Regions from separate parts of the Sus scrofa genome. Here region 2 is linked to region 1. The links are chromatin contacts, called in public targeted proximity ligation maps. All regions are on one chromosome and are shown on one strand. The core of a region is the stretch at or near the end of the contact, and the rest is flanking DNA. Distances in the headings are between cores, read along the strand shown. Region 1 overlaps SCN8A (sodium channel protein type 8 subunit alpha). Region 2 holds the start of ANKRD33 (ankyrin repeat domain-containing protein 33).

Region 1 (4,486 bases), core at 1,281-3,780:
TTGACTGCCTTCATCCAGTTCCCCTCCTCCCACCCCCTGCCTCTGGTAGCCACAAATCCGATATATTTTTTTATGAGTTTGTTTTGTTTTGACATTTAATTGACCTACAACATTATGTTAGTTTGTATTTCACAGAAGAGTAGTTCACTATTTCTATACATTTCATGGAGTTCCCCTCGGGGCTCAGTGGAAATGAACCTGACTAGTATCCATGAGGACACAGGTTCGATCCCTGGCCTCTTTCAGTGGGTTAAGGATCCAGCATTGCTGTGAGCTGTGGTGTAGGTCACAGACGTGGCTTGGATCTGACGTCGTTATGGCTGTGGTGTAGGCCAGCAGCTACAGCTCTGATTCGACCCCTAGCCTGGGAATCTCTATATGGCTGCATTTGACCCCTGGCCTGGGAACCTCCATATGAATGATCGTCACCTACCTCTAGTTGTATATGTCACTATACAAAGATATTCCATTGGTATTGACTATATTCCCCACCTTGTACATCGCATAAGAGTGACTCATATATTTTGCAGCTGGAAGTTTGTACCTGTCAATCTCCCTCACGGATTTCTTTCCTCCCTCCACCCCCTCCCCTCTGGCAACCCCCTGTTTGTTCTCTGTATCTATAATTCTGTTTCTGTTTTTATTGTATTTACTCATTTGTTTTGTGTTTTAGATTCCACATGTAAGTGAAATCATACAGCATTTGTCTTTCTCTGGACTTATTTCAGTTGGCACAGTACCCTCTAGGTCCATTCATGTTGTTGCAGACGGCAAGATTTCATTCTTTTTTATGATTGAGTGATATTCCATTGCATACCACATCTTTATATGTCTTTATCCATTCATCTATTGAGAGGCACTTAAGCTGCCTCTTTATTTTTAAGTGTGCTGTTCAGTGGCATTAAGTACATTCACATTGGTGTGTAACCCTCACTACCATCCCTCTCCGTTTCCTAGAACTGAGACCCCGTACCCTTTGAACAATAATGCCCCATTCTTCCTTTCCTCCAGCTCTTGGTAATTACATTCTACTTTCTGTCTATGAATTTGACTACCCTAGGTGCCTTGTATAAAAGGAAACGTGGTATTTGTCCTTTTGTGACTAGCTTATTTCACTTGGCATAAGGGTTCAAGCTTCATCCAAGTAGCTTGTGTCAGAATTTCCTTTTTAAGGCTGAACAAAATATTCCATTGTATGTATATGCTACGTTTTCTTTATCCATTCACTGTCAGTGGGCCCTTGGGTTGCTTCCACTTTTTGGCTCCTGTGAATAATGCTGCTATGGTAGTTTATTCCTTTAAAAATGGCAACAAATAATGCTTCCTTCATAGGATCACGGTGGCTGTGTGGAAAGACTTCTTGCAGAGTGCCGGGCATTGGCACATGATAAGTGGCACTTCCTTTCCTCACCTTTTTTTTTTTTTTAATGTCAGCTTCTTCACTTTTGTTCCTTTTATGTCTCCTTCCTAGTGCTTGTAATCAGTTCAAAGCAGGGGCTAGTGGATTTTTATCCTGCCAGTTGAAGTCCATTCTAGGACTGATACTTGCAATCACCATTCTCTGAACTCTTTCTGTTACTTCAAGGTTACTCAGTCTCTGGAAACTTGAGTTGATTTTAAGATTGCCTTAAGTGCTCAGGTTCTCCTCAGTGGTTCTGAGAGTCCTTCACCAAGCTCATTGTCACCTTTCCCCCCAAGACAATTTGTTCTAAAACTTTGCTAGTGGCAGCTTGCCATGCCCAGGATCCTGAGGTCCCTTCATCAAGGGTTTTGATTCATTTGTCATTCAAAAGACTGTTGATATCCTGAGGGTGAGTTTAAGATACACTTGGTGAATTTCATTGCTTTGTTGCTTTGACTCCTGCCTTTAGACACTCAGGCTCCCTCCCTGTGTGGGAAGGAATATTTTTGGCTGGCCCTTTTCTGTCTATACTGTGCCATCTGTCACAGGGGTCATCGCTCAGAGGCTAGCTTCCTCCCTGCTGGGAGCAGGTGGTCAAAACCAAGGGCTATTGACAGGGTCAGGTTGGGGCAGCTTACCAGTACACCCCCAAAGCTGTGCTCATAGTTGTTCTCTTCAGAGGAATACGAGGTCTTACTTCGGGGTCTTTTTTGCATTAAATAGAAAGAGATGCAGATGTGATCCTAAACTGTTAGTTAGTTCCTATGGTCCAGCCACTGATCCCCTGTCCTGTCTATACTCCTACCTCTGTCTACCTCAGCTGGTTCTGGGCTCTAAGATTACTACTGGAATCAACCTACAGCGTACAAAGAGGGTGACATCCATGAAAATTATGGACGATTTAATTACTCAAGCCGATTCATATCTAGGATGCGAGAGGAGACATCCTGATACTTGTTCAGACAAAATAAAATACCCTGAAATCTTTTAGTGCTCTCAGGTGGTAAAGACCTTGGTTTTAAGGTCTTAATTTAAAGAGATTGTGCTTCCAACCACTCAGGATTCTGGGCCTGACTCACAGGAGCGCCAGCCGGGTGCTGAGTCACTTAGCCAGCTTCATTCATTGATCATGTGCTCCTGCACAGCTTGGTTGCAAGGTGGGAGAGAATTACTATTTTCAAATGTTCCTTCCTGAGGTAGCATGGTCCAGAAGTGAACCAAGAGACAGGGCGCTGGAGTTCTATTCTGGGCCCAGCTATGCAAGATCCACCCTTCTCCCCACCCCTCCCCCCGTGTTAACATGGAAGGATCAGGGACATAAAACCAGCAAGACAGAGAAGAATACAAGAGTTTTTTACGAAATGGTTTCCCCAGTGGGGTTGAGGCAATACTGCCCCCCAGCCCGTGACTCCTGGTCGCCCAGGCTTTGTCCCCACCCTTGCTCAAGTCATTTCCAATAGCCCTCACTTGTAAGATAGTGAGGAATTTCTCCTTCAAGATAAAGCCCGACATGCATAGCCTTTGTTCTTTTTCAAACTGGTCTTGTCTCCTTCCCATAGGCCTAGCTGCATTGTGCTTGGGTACATTCAGCTGGTTTTTAAAAGTACAAATGATTTCTCTGTTAAGTGGGGAATTATTTTAGGACAATTTACAGAGTGAGTTAGTCCTCGGCATGTGGCCTTAGGTTACTGAGTCAGCTTGACCCAGTGTAGGGTGTGGCTGGATTCCTTGGCCTTTCCCCACTTCCCCTCTAGGTCTGCTGTTTGCATAATTCTCTTCTCTCCTGCTGGTGTACTCCTAGGTCTAACCTTGACCCGAGACAGAATTATACTTTCACCTGTTCTGATCCCCAGAGAAGTAAAACCTTTTCTACCTAGGCCTCAGGTACTGTCTATTCCTTGGCATCCTAACCTCAGTATTGTGGTATCTCTGAACTTTGCCCATAGAATTCTGGTGTTTTTTGTTTGTTTGTTTGTTTGTTTGTTTGTTTGTTTGTTTTGTCTGTACCTGCAACATGTGGAAATTCCCAGGCCAGGGATTGAACCTGAGCCACAGCAGTGACAATGCTGAATCCTTAATCCCCTACCCATCAGGCAACTCCGGAATTCTTGTATTTTTAATACAAGAATTTAAGTGTACAGGAAAGTATAGAGAATATTACAATATTTACTTCAGGCCTTTTTTTGAATGTAAGAAATTATCATGGGTTCCCGTGAAACCCAAGAGTATCCTGTGTACCCTCCCCCTGCCTCTTTTGAACCATCTCCTTGGTCCCAGGCCCACTGCCGAGAGCTTGGCCTCCCCTCCCCGGAGGAGGTCTGCCTCCCACCACCCATGTTTGTTATTTGTTTCCTCAAGTGCTTTCACAGCTTCCCTCCCGACCCCTCACCGTGACCTTGGGCAAATTGCTTGTGTTACCTCTGCGAACTTTATATTTCTCTTCTGTGAAATGAGAATAATAGCAGCACCCACCTTCTCCAGGTTATTTTGAGACTCAAACGTGGTGATGTATGTGGTAGTAAAGCTCCGTGCGTCGGTCATCTGTGTAGAAAACCCACAGCTACGTTTTCAAGGCTGCAGGAGAGGGCGCCTGGGGAGGGGAGGCTGCCAAGGGGCATGGACGTCAGAATCCCCAGGGGCTTTTTCAGACTTAACATATCTGCCTTATACGTGTATGCGTGTACACAAATAACAGAAAGCCTTCGAAGGTAAAGGACAAGGGGAAATCAGCTCTCTGTTCCCAACTACAGTTTTTAAGGTTCTTGGCTCTTTTCTGACCTTTCTCCCACACTGTTTTGCACTGGAATGTCTATTAAAAAAATCAACTTCTCTGTTGGCTCAAAAATCACATTTTCAGTAAGAATCTTGGCGTTCCTGTTGTGGCCCAGCAATAATGAACCTGACCAGTATCCGTGAGGATGCAGGTTTGATCCCTGGCCTCTCTCAGTGGGTTAAGGATCCTGCGTTGCCGTGAGCTGTGGTGTAGGTCACGGACGCAGCTCGGATCCCTCATTGTGTGGCTGTGGTGTAGGCTAGTAGCTACAGCTCCAATTTGACCCCTAGCCTGGGAAATTCCATATGCCT
Region 2 (4,486 bases), core at 1,129-3,628, 230 kb after region 1:
CAAAAAAAGACAAGGGTTTATTATCTAGAATATTAACAGAAATTCCTGAAAACTCAATAAAAAAGACAGGATAGGGAGTTCCCCTGTGATGCAGTAGGTTAAAGCTCCAGAGTTGTTACTGCAGCAGCTCCAGCCACTGTTGTGATGTGGGTTCGATCCTTGGCTCAGGAAATTCCATATGTCACAAGTATGGCAAAAAAATAAATAAAATAAAGCATGGAGTTCCCACTGTGGTGCAACAGGATTGGTGGTGTTTCTGCAGCGCCAGGACATGGGTTTGATCCCCAGCCCAGCACAGTGGATTAAAGGATCTGGCATTGCCACAGCTGCAGCATAGGTCTGATCCCAGGCCTGGGAACTCCATATGCCTCAGGGAGGCCGAAAAAGAAAAAAAAAATCCTTTTATAGTTCTGTACCATCAGACTGATAAAAACTAGAAGGCTGAATAAGTTCAAGTGTTGGCAAGGATTTGAGATACTTTTACGCACTCTTGGTGGGTCACTAAAATAGGGAGCAATCTGGGAGCAGGTGGCCAATAAAAATGTATGTACCCTATGCCCTATGACCCAGCAGACTCTGAGATGCTCTCTTTTGGGTCCACAGCTAGATATATACAAGGATGGTCCCTGCAGTATTTGTAGTGGCATGAAGTTGGAGGCAGCATAGGGGTCCACCTTTGGAAGAGCAGATAAGTCAGATGTGATGGATGCACACTATGGCATCCTATGCAGCAGGAATAAGAGGGAAGAAAGAAAGGTTAAAAGGGACACACCATACCTTTTATCAAGAGAGCAAAGATTTTCCAAGGAGCCTCCCCCATCAGACTGCTGCTTGCATTTCATTGGCCAAAACTGTGTTAACTGGTCACACCTGACCAAAAGGTGACCAGAGAGAAGAGGGTTATGGATAGGGAGTGTATCATTTAATCAGAGATGTCTGACCCATCATCTCGTAGATTTCTTCCAACTGCTGCATAGAGTCCACAGTGTCCCTTCACCACATTTTACTGTGATGGCTAGAGGTACAGCAGCTATATTGTGACCATGAGGAAAAGCCAAGAGACTCCCAGAGAAGGCCCTGACATCATCGAGTTACTCAGTCAACACCAACAGCTTCTTATCTTTGAACTTTTTATCTTGTATGAAGAATAAACCTCTACTTGTTTAAGCCACACATGTCAGTTAGGGTTTAATTACTGGTAACAGAAATAAATCTGGCTAGTTTAAATAAAGAAGCAGGCTCTAGGTCTGGGAACAACTCCCAGCTTTGAGAGGCACATGACCTCTGCCTGTGATCCAGAAAACAAGTCACTACTACAGGAAGCTGACGAATCAGGAAACTGCTCACTAGACCCCCCCAACCGTATCTGTCACAATTTGTGACAGCAAAACGGATGTCCCATGCTACTTAGCTCTATTCCAAATTTGTGTCTTACACAAAAGCAGAACTTAAATCACAGATTCCTAGCTCACAAGAATCTGGGAAGTGTCATTATACCTTTCCAGCTTTTACAGTTTTGGAAGCAGGTTGAGCAGCCAGCCTATGGCAGCAACCACACCCCTGAGGTCAGTTTTTGGTTACAACACCTGACTGATACACTGCATAAAAAGCAGCAAGGACCAACCCCCAAAACAGCACTGAGTGAAAAGAACGAACACAATAAGCTCTGTAGCACAATCTAAGGTGTGAGTTAAAATAAAACAAACCACCACTACTTTTTTCAATGAAATGTATGTTGTCACGAATATATGTGTCATCGAGTTCCCATTGTGGATCAGTGGAAATCATGACTAGGAACCATGAGGACGCATGTTCCATCCCTGGCCTCGCTCAGTGGGTTAAGGATCCGGTGTTGCCATGAGCTGTGGTGTAGGTTGCAGACGCAGCTCCGATCCCATGTTGCTGTGGCTCTGGTGTAGGCCGGCGGCTACAGCTCCGATTACACCCCTAGCCTGGGAACCTCCATATGCCACTGGAGCGGTCCTAGAAATGGCAAAAAGACAAAAAAAAAAAAAAAAAAAAAGGTAATTTAACTTAAAGAATAATTTAATAATAATTTTATTAATTTAATAAATAATGGGAGTTCCTGTCATGGCTCAGTGGTTAACTAATCCGACCAGGAACCATGAGGTTGCAGGTTTGATCCCTGGCCTTGCTCAGTGGGTTAACGATCTGGCGTTGCCGTGAGCTGTGGTGTGGGCCAGCAGCTACAGCTCTGATTAGACCCCTAGCCTGGGAACCTCCATATGCCGCAGGTGCGGCCCTAGAAAAGACAAAAAAATAAAATAAAACCTTCCATTAAAATAAATAAATAAATAAATAAATAATGAAAACCATAGTTTGATTTGAATAATCAAAATAATTCATTTACATGTGAATATAATTTAAATATTTTATATTTAATGTACCACATCAAACTAATCCATTAAACTGAATATATCATAATTTCTGTACCCTAATTAAGCAATTCTTTATGCTTTAATTTCCCCAGAATCTAAAAAAATAGATCCAGGTGACCCCTGGGGCCCCTATGCCCGTCCCAGTCACCCTCTTTAGAGAGGTGTGTGACTTACAGCCTCTCCCACCCCTACCCCCCCTGCCAAGCCCGGCTCCACTCTTCAAAGCGTGGGTTTGGAGCTGGTCTCCGAAGGGGGCCGAAGGTGTGAGTTTGCAGGAGAGGCGGATCTTACTCTCAGAGCCCCCTCCTCGGGGGAGGAGCCACTCGGACTCGGGCCCCGCCCACTCTAGGCAGGCTCGTGGGGCGGGGCTCTGTCGGCTTGGGGAGGGGAGAGCACCTGCCCCGCCCTGCACCTCATCCCTAACTAACCCGGCTTGATCCAGCTCAGCCCCGAGGTGTTTGAGGCAGCTCTTTCCGTTAAGTCGAGCCATCTGTTACCTGCGTTGCTTCCTGGGGGGGAGAGTCCACCTTGAGGCGCTCCAGAGACCCGGTGAGTGCTCTCAGGAGTCTGGGGCTTACTGTGAGTCCCAGCAATGGCTACCTCCTAGGGAGCCTCCAAACCCCAGGTAAGGTCCCCTGGGAAAAAGGGAACTGCCGCTCTCCCTGAATCTCACCAGGATCCTCACTTATAGTGACTTCTACCCTCTTAGGGCTCCTGCCACTCTGCTTCCCTGCCACCGGCATGTCCTTTCTCCAGGGTGAATGGGATGGGACACTCCAGTAGGAAAGGACTCTTCCTTGGGCCATTGGGGTGAGTCACAGATGCTGAGACATGTCCCAGGATTCAGAGGGACACCATTCCCCTCATTCTGTGTTATAGATGCCAGCTGCATTGAAGGGGGGAAACCCGCCTTCTTGCCCCCAGCATGGAAGAGGAGGAGCTGCCATTGCCGAGGGGAGGGCTGGACGTGTCTGATGCCTCTATCCCAGGCTGCACGCTGGGGGCCCTGTACTGGGCCTGTGTCCGAAATGACTCTGCCCAGCTCCAAGCCATCCTGGATGATGGGGTCTCCCCAGAGGAGGCCACCCAGGTGGACGGCAATGGGAGGGTGAGTCACCCCACTCGTCCTGGGAATTTCAGGATGGCATCCACTGCCTGGGTCCTCAGGAGGAAGGGAGAGAGTGGGTCTTCACAGGAACTGGGACATCCCTGGGTCAGATGTGGATTTAAAGGGCCCAGGGCCCCCAAGAAGCTCCAGGAGGGAAGCACGGGGGCTGAGCTGCCCCTCCCCCAGACAGGCCTCATGGTCGCATGCTACCATGGCTTCCGGAGTGTCGTGGCTCTGCTCAGCCGCTGTCCTTTCCTGGATGTGAACCAGCAGGACAAAGAGGGGGACACAGCCCTCATGCTGGCTGCCCAAGCAGGTAAGAGGCTGCTGACCCCACCCTCTACCCGCCAGACCAAGGCCACAGCCCACACTCTTTGCACCAATGTTCTCTCACTCTGACACTGCCACTGCCGTGTTGGGTGGAGAGTGGATCTGGGGCTTTGTCATTCCTTTCCTGGGTAGCCAAGCTCTGCCCTTGGTGCCCTGCAGGCCACGTGCCTCTGGTGAGTTTCCTGATCAACTACTACGCGGGCCTTGACCTGGAGCGCCGGGACCAGCGGGGGCTGACAGCGCTGATGAAGGCTGCCATGCGGGACCGTTCGGAATGCGTGGCTGCCCTCCTCATGGCAGGTGCATGGGGACCAGGATGTTGTGTGGCCTCCAGTTCCTCCCCCACACCTCCCCACCAGGCACTAAGTCAGCTGTCATAGTTGCAGAGAGGAGAGAGGTGGATGGAGGATCAATCTAGGCTGACTTCCTGGAGGAGGAGAGTGTGCTGGAGCTTCTCACCAGCAACAAAGTCCAGCTCCTGATAGCTCTGTTTAAGTGGTGAATGGCAGTCCCAGAAAAGAAAACTTGGGAGGATAACCTAGACTGGCTGGAGAACCTAATACAAAAAAAAAAAAAAAGATTGTTATCTGGAACCAGACTCTTTGGTGCCCATCCTGGCTCTGCTGCCCGCTGAGTGACCCTGGGCAGG

The links.
Region 2: a contact with region 1 is called in a targeted proximity ligation map of alveolar macrophages. A contact is called at or near these places in 9 of 47 Hi-C or Micro-C datasets (embryonic fibroblasts, fetal skeletal muscle, heart right ventricle and 4 more) and 1 of 2 datasets of targeted methods (alveolar macrophages).

What each region holds. Positions count from the first base shown.
Region 1 is chr5:17,012,606-17,017,091 of Sscrofa11.1, forward strand. The region is part of intron 1 of SCN8A (sodium channel protein type 8 subunit alpha); the gene reads left to right. Among named protein-coding and RNA genes, the nearest start is that of SCN8A, 37 kb to the left of the region's middle.
Region 2 is chr5:17,244,962-17,249,447 of Sscrofa11.1, forward strand. ANKRD33 (ankyrin repeat domain-containing protein 33) reads left to right here and starts at 2,379. Exons shown (of 5, transcript XM_021091670.1): 1 at 2,379-2,948; 2 at 3,279-3,823; 3 at 3,997-4,137. The coding sequence starts at 3,325.